2 separate regions of the Mus musculus genome follow, and region 2 is linked to region 1. A link is a contact called in public Hi-C data. All regions are on one chromosome and are shown on one strand. Each heading gives the region's core, a stretch centred on a gene start, on an enhancer-like site or on the middle of the called end of the contact. The rest is flanking DNA. Distances are from core to core; before and after follow the strand shown.

The links. A called contact is a pair of places that touch in the nucleus more often than the background predicts.
Region 2: a Hi-C map of B cells shows a contact between it and region 1, with 6 read pairs. The contact joins the promoter of Cry2 here to the promoter of Ddb2 in region 1. A contact is called at or near these places in 1 of 39 promoter capture datasets (hippocampal neurons), 1 of 484 Hi-C or Micro-C datasets (B cells) and 1 of 9 other capture datasets (adipose tissue).

The regions. Positions count from the first base shown.
Region 1 is chr2:91,235,634-91,239,245 of GRCm38.p6, forward strand. It overlaps Ddb2 (damage specific DNA binding protein 2), which reads right to left and starts at 1,433. Exons shown (of 10, transcript NM_028119.5): 1 at 1,057-1,433. The coding sequence starts at 1,183. A330069E16Rik (RIKEN cDNA A330069E16 gene) reads left to right here and starts at 1,513. Exons shown (of 2, transcript NR_015464.1): 1 at 1,513-1,768; 2 at 2,089-2,724.
Region 2 is chr2:92,432,239-92,435,785 of GRCm38.p6, forward strand. Cry2 (cryptochrome 2 (photolyase-like)) reads right to left here and starts at 1,831. Exons shown (of 12, transcript NM_009963.4): 1 at 1,574-1,831. The coding sequence starts at 1,785. It overlaps D930015M05Rik (RIKEN cDNA D930015M05 gene), which reads left to right. Exons shown (of 4, transcript NR_040621.1): 4 at 1-70.

The sequences.
Region 1 (3,612 bases), core at 183-2,682:
CAGTGGACTCATACATTAAATAAAATAAATCTTAAAAAAATAAAATAAGAGCTATCCAAATACAGTGGTGTATAACTGTAATCCTAGCACTCAGAAGCTGCAGCATACTTGGATTGGAGGCCAGCCTGGGCTATAGAGCAAGACTCTGTATTTAAAGAAATACTAAATAATGTCATGAGCAACCATTACTTGAGTGGAAACCAGAAGAATGCAGTAAGGTTTAGAAAAGTTCCAAATTGATTAGGTGGCTTCAAGGAAGAGAGGTAAATCAGAGTATAATAAAAATAAGCCGGGAATGGTGGCACACGCCTTTATTCCCAGCACTTGGGAGACAGAGGCAGGCGGATTTCTGAGTTCTGAGGACAGCCAGGGCTACACAGAAAAACCCTGTCTCGAAAAACTAAATAAATAAATAAATAAATAAACAAACAAACAAATAAATAAAACAACTCTGAATTACCAAGCCCTTCTGGTGGACCCAATCTATAAGTCCTTTTTTTCTCTTGACAACTTTCCTTTCTTTTCATGGCTAAAACCACTCTTATCAATTTATCACATTCCTTATAGCCCCAGGTTCAAGTCCTGGTAAACCTCTGAGAATGCGCTTTCTGAAGAAAGGAGGGAGGGAATTTCAGACTCTCAGAGCTAACATAACCGAGAGGCTATGAAAGGGAGGATTACTTTGAAACAGTAGATGTGTAAAACTTCTGGAACAAGGAAAGTGGGGACTGTGGCTTTTACGGTGATGGCACTCATCTGACTCTTTCTGTCACCTGGGGTAGAGGTGGGGGGGCTGTTCAACTTAAAACTCTCTGCTGTCAATGAACTGGCCAATAAAACCAGTCGGCAGCGTGTGGCTCAGTGGCAGCCCACTTGCTGAGAGAACTGGAGGCCTGGGTTCGAACCCTCGATCTCCCAAATAAAATCACAGCCTGAGGCGACAGAAGCCAAGAACTGCTTCAGAAGCCCAGGCACAAGCACCCACCACCCCAGCTTCAGCCTCTGGCGCGAGCACCCTGAACCCCCGGAAAGCTAAGGCAGCAGCACAGGCCGTACCGGGACCCTGCACACGCAGCTTCTTGGCTTCGGGCTCCAGCTCCTGAGGACCTCTGCGACTTTTGCTCCTGAGGAGCACCGCAACGTCGGGGGACTTCTGGGTTTCTGGGCATTTCTTGGGAGCCATGACGTACTCGGTGAAGAGATATCAAGCTCTGTGGCAAAATAACGAAGCAAGGAGTGGAAAAGCCTCCGTGGAGAAAACAGGAAGGGACTACGTATGAGGCAGCGCCGTCGCAGGTAGCGCAGCTAAGACACCTTCGCGCCAAACGCTCCTCCGGGCTGCTTTACTTTTAGCCCCGCCCCGTCCCCTCAGGGCTGTCCCGCCCCTTGGAACTGCCCCGCCCCCTCGGGATTGCCACAGTAGGGGGCTGTCTTGCCCCCGGAACTGCCCCGGACTGCCCCAACCCCTCGGGCACGGCCCGCCCCCGGCCGCTCCTCCTCTTCCGGAGTAACGTGTGCAGCTCACAGGGAGGGTTTTTTATTTTAACTCCCTAGGAGCTGGGCCTTGGCTTGTGCTGGATCTGAAGAAAGCCGATTATTTGAACCTGAGGAGGGAGCGCTGGCCGTAAACCCTGCATGCTGGAGGCGGAGCCAGGCGGCGTTTCAGGCCAGCCTGGTGTACACGTTCCAGCAATCCGGTGACCTACGCAGAGAAACCCTGTCTCGAAGAACAACAAAGAGAGAGAGAGAGAGACAGAGACAGATAAAAGTAGGTAGTTTATGTCTTAAAAAGAGCAAAGATTCAAGTGTGGCTAAATATTTCTCATTTCCCCCATTAATAATAGGTGTCTCTAGGGCTGGAGAGATGGCTCAGTGGTTAAGAGCACTGACTGCTCTTCCAGAGGTCCTGAGTTCAATTCCCAGCAACCACAAGGTGGCTCACAACCATCTGTATTGGGATCTGATGCCCTCTTCTGGTGTTTCTGAAATGACAGTGTATTAAATAAATAAATCTTAAAAAAAAAAAAAAAGTGCCTCTGATTACCCAATCACAGCCTTAGCATTTGATTCTTTCCTCTCGCTTTACAGATGAATGTATTTTACCTCATACTATAGAAAAGAGCTGTATCTATGGTGGCAGGCTCTGTGTAATTCCCAACACTGAGGAGGCTGAGGCATGAAGAGTTTGCCTGGACTACACTGATATCTTGTAAGGATCAGATAAGAGTGAGAAAATCTGGGGCTGGAGCGATGGCTCAGCGGTTAAGAGCACTGACTGCTTTTCCAAAGGTCCTGAGTTCACATCTCAGCAACGACATGGTGGCTCACAACCATCTGTAATGAGATCTGACTCCCTCTTCTGGAGTGTCTGAAGACAGCTACAGTGTAATTATTTATAATAATAAATAAATCTTTAAAAAAGAAAAAGAGTGAGAAAATCTGGCATGCTATTGCACAGCAAGGTGACAGCAGACAATGGGTTTGCTGTATATTTTCTAAAGGTAGAAAGGTTTTGAATGTTTTCACCACAAACGATATCTGAGAAGATGTGCCTAACCCAATTTAAAGAATACAATATGTGTGTGTCAAAAGTAATGTATTCCTTATGAAGATGATACTTACATAAACATATGTAAAATTTATATGTTTTAATGTAGTTTAATTTTATTTTAAATTAAAATGATGCTCTAGAAGAAAATAAAAAGCTGAACCCAGCACCAATAATGGGGATGTCCTAAGATGTGCTTAAATTAAGAATTGTAGCTTAGTGGCTGGAGAGATGGTTTAATGGCTAAGAGAGCTTGCTGCTTTTTCAGAGGACCTGAATTCTGTTCCCAGTACCCAGGCAGGTGGCTCACAAATACCTATATGTAACTCCAGCTCCAGAAGACCAGACACCCTTTTCTGGACTCTGCAGGCAGATGCAGCCATATATACACATAAGCACATAAAGAAACATGTATACACATAAGTAAAAAAAAAAAAATTACAAGCTGGTCAGTGGTGGAATATGCCTTTAATTCCAGCACTTAGGAGGCAGAAGTAGGTCTAGTCTGCAGCGCTAGTTCCAGGACAGCAAAGGCTACAGAGAAACACTGTCTGGAAAACCTAAATAAGTAAATAAATAGCCAAGGCTGCAGAGAAACCCTGGGAAAACAAAACAAAGAAATAAGTAAACCCAGCAGTGGTGGCGCATGCCTTTAATCTCAGCACTTGGGAGGCAGAGGCAGGCGGATTTCTGAGTTCAAGGCCAGCCTGGTCTACAGAGTGAGTTCCAGGACAGCCAGGGCTACACAGAGAAACCCTGTCTCGAAAAACAAACAAACAAAACAACAACAACAACAACAAAAAAGAATCCTAAAAAAGTTGTAAGATATTAACTAGGAAGATTATGAGGGAAAATAAATCACTTGAGTTTGTATAGGTCCACTTCGGGGTTTTGTTAGCCTGTAATGATCAGAATGGTCATCTATTTTATTTTTACACTTTGTTTTGGTGTGCTTCATGTGTCTTTTTTGTTGTTGCTTGAGAGAGCATATCACCAATAGCCCTGGGTGGTCTAGAACTCAGTCTGTAGTCAGGCTGGCCTCCACAGAGATCCACCTGCCTCTG
Region 2 (3,547 bases), core at 581-3,080, 1.2 Mb after region 1:
AGTGCCGCTACAAAAGGGTGACCCACAAAAATCAAAAAACCATAAAACCAAGCATACTGGAGTTCAATCTACCTTGTGAAGGGGGAAAAAAGGCTCTTTTATTTCCACTACCACAAAGGAGTAGGCAGTCATAGATAGCGCTCCCCCCAAATCCCAGTAAAAAACGAAACATCTTCATGACAACATAACAAATAAGAGTCAGATTCTATTGACTCTGTCCACACTGGCGCACTGCCAAAAGGAAGGGGAGGGCAAAGTCTGAGGCCTGGTTTAATGTCCACAGCAGAGATGGTCATTTGCCGGTGTTTGTCAAACCCAACCTCCTATCTATGGAAACTGGAGCGAGACAGAGTAATAGCCCAATCTGAAAACTGTGTGGGCTGGCTCTTCACAGGACTATCTTTAGTTGCTCCCTCTGTGTAAATGGGGCAGGAAGGGGCATTTAGTAGGCGTGCTACTAGGAACACTTGCTCTCCTAGCAGGGCAAACCCCTCTTGGAGAGGAAAGAGTGGACGCTGAGAGCCACGGTCTCCTGGGAACTACCTCACTCATCTGTGCAACAAGGCCATAAGCAAACACCTCTCATAACAATGCAAACAAACCAAGCTACTGCAGGGAGGCCTTTAGACAGTGATGGGAACATGGTGTATCAAAACGTCTTGTTTCTGAAGACTGGTTACAGAGAAAATACATCAGATGCCGATTTATTATGTCACAGCATGCTGGGAAAGGGTTCAGCCTCCTGGGAGTTATCACCGAATCTTCATATTGTGTTCTTGTTTTTCCACATCAGCTCCTAAAAGTCTCATCTGTAATGGCCCAGCTCTCCTAAAAAACACTTCATGACAACAGGCGGAAGAGCTGACGGGTGATGCAACCCTCTTTGAATATCTTTCTAGCAACGTTATAACTACACAGGGATCCTCTCAGATGGGTTAGGGGACCTCCTGAGAGATTGCTCATTGGGTAAAGGCACCCGGCTTTCCACCCTGGAACCGTATGGTGAGTGAGAACCTGCAAGTCGTCCTTTTAACTCTATACACTGCCATGCCATGCATGTCCTTTCCCAATCAATGTTTTTTAAAAAAAATGCGTCAAGAACACAAAAGTGCCATTACCCGATGATGCCCTTGGGGTCTTTTTAAAACCGGCTAATGCTAAGCTAGGTTCCCTGATCACCACCACGTTTGTCTGTGAAGAGAGGTTACGCGGGATGGGAAAAGAGGCGTGGGGGAGAGTCAAACAAATCCGAGGCTTAGGGAAGCCCTTGGGGGGGGGGGGTCCACGAGGGGCTACTTCTCTTGAAGAAGCTTTTCTCCGCTCCCACAGCACACCCCTAAAAGCCCAGTCCCCATTCTTCCAGGGACTGGCTGCAGATCCTCCCTCAGGTTGACTTCGCGTTTTTGACGAGAGTCTCGTCAGCATAGAGGGACCTCTGTCCCCCAGGCCTCCCAGGAGTTCAGAGCGGGCCACACTGGGCAAAAACGCTGTGTCAGAGTGGCCGCAGGCTGGAGTTCCTGGGCCCAGGGGAGTCCGCTTGGTGTTGCCACCCCGCAGCATAGGGTCCCCTCACCTCCATCGGTTGATGCCCACAGACGAGGAGGCCGCGAACCACGGGTCGAGGATGTAGACGCAGCGCACACAGCGCGCCCCGCGCACGGCAGCTAGCAGCGCGGGGTTGTCGTGGAGCCGTAGTCCTTTGCGGAACCAGTGCACCGAGGACGCGCCGTCCGCGCCCATCGATTGCGCGGGGACCGTCGCTGCCACCACAGCAGCCGCCGCCATCGCCGCCTGGACTGGGTCTCGGTCTGCCGCTCCGCCCGACCGCCCCGTTGGTCCCGCCCAGCGCCCGCCCAGCGACCTATGATGCAGCCTCTCCCTGGCATGACTCCGCCCCAAGGAGTCTGGATCGCCTCTGTGATTGGGTGAGACCCGGTGGGACCCTCCCTCTGTTCCATTGGTCAGCAGCGTCGGCGCAGGCTCCGCCCCCTCACGTTCCCACCATGTGTGGTCCCGCTTGGTAGCCACCCGCCGGTGACGCAGGACCGCGCTGCGTCCGCCCCGCGTGGGCTGAGTCTGGAGGGACCTCGGATCTCCTACGCATTTCGCGTCCCCGGGAAAGACAGGGGTTGCGGTGACTCCGGCCGGTGGCTGACAGACCTGTTACCGGGCCCTTTCTAACAGTTCATTGTCCTGTTCATATGTGAGGCTGAGCGGTGATTGCCTTACACAAACTGTCCTATTTTCTATTTTCATCTCATCCTGGTAACGTTCATTTCATAAACACGAATAAAACAGATGCTTGTTAGTCTTACTCTGCAGATGAAGTAAGCTTAGGGCGCCCCAGTTTGAATGACTTGCGCAATACCATGAATCCAGTAAGATTCCACTCAGAATCTTCCGATTTCAAAATCCACTTCCTCGCAGAGAATCTTGGTATTTGCATACAGAAAGGCATAAGGATAAAGGAGACGCCCTTTTATGCGGCAGGAGTGGGTTTGGGAGAAAGGACAAAGGTTTCAGAGGACGTGGGTTGAGGCAGTAATTATGCCCTCAAATGAATTCATTTCTTTTACGTTCTGTTTAGCAGACACAGTGCAGTTATTTTGCACAAAACTCTGAACTGGATTCTATGTGGGAATCAGAGATGTGCAGGGCAATATTCTCCTGTCTCCTTTGGGAATCCTTTGATTCTTTGGAGATTCTGGCAGAGTTTGCTGATTGAACAAGTGCAGCAACCGTTGCACTTGGGCTAAGATGGGCTAGTTGGGATGGAGGGCTGGAGCTATCCAGCAGAGAACTGTTCCGATTTGTCCTTGTGTTGATCCTATGGGTAGTCACCTTCCCCATCTTGGGAATGAGCAATGAAAGAATCTAGAATTTAGTCAGCAATTTAATGGCATTAATTGGCACCACTCTCTGACTACAGCGTCATTACGAGCCTCTCATTTCCAGCGCTTTGGACATGCTGTTCTCTCACATCACATGCCCCAGCCCACACCCTCGTGCCTCCTGTTTTCCCTGTGACAGCTGTTATTTTCCAGTTTCCTGGGCCCAACCTGCACAGGGGCTCACCTCATTTGGTGTCTTCCCCCCACCCTCCGGTTTTAGTACATAGTACTGGGATTGTTTAGCTATTGTATGTCAGCTCCATCAGACTATAATCTAGCTCAGTACTTGGTACCGAAGGATCATATGAATCAAACATAAGAGGCTTGCATTGGCCAGAGCCTTAAAGTCATCCAAGTCTCTGCCCGACTCTCTCCTTTGAATCTCTTCTGCAAGTACTTGATGAGTGAACTGATATTCCCTATGCTTTTCTTTAAACACTTGGGTTTTTTTCATTATTTTTAATCTCATGTTTAGCTGTGTGTCTGTGTAGGAGTGACGGCAAGTGTCTAGTGGACTCCTGAATAGAGTGTTTCTGGGGGTTGGAGTTACAAGGCTGTTACCAGCCTCCTGTTGTGGGTGCTGAGAAGTACCCCCAAGTCAGGTTCTCTGCAAGGAACGTACACACTGTTAACCTCTGAACCATCTCTCGCGCGTC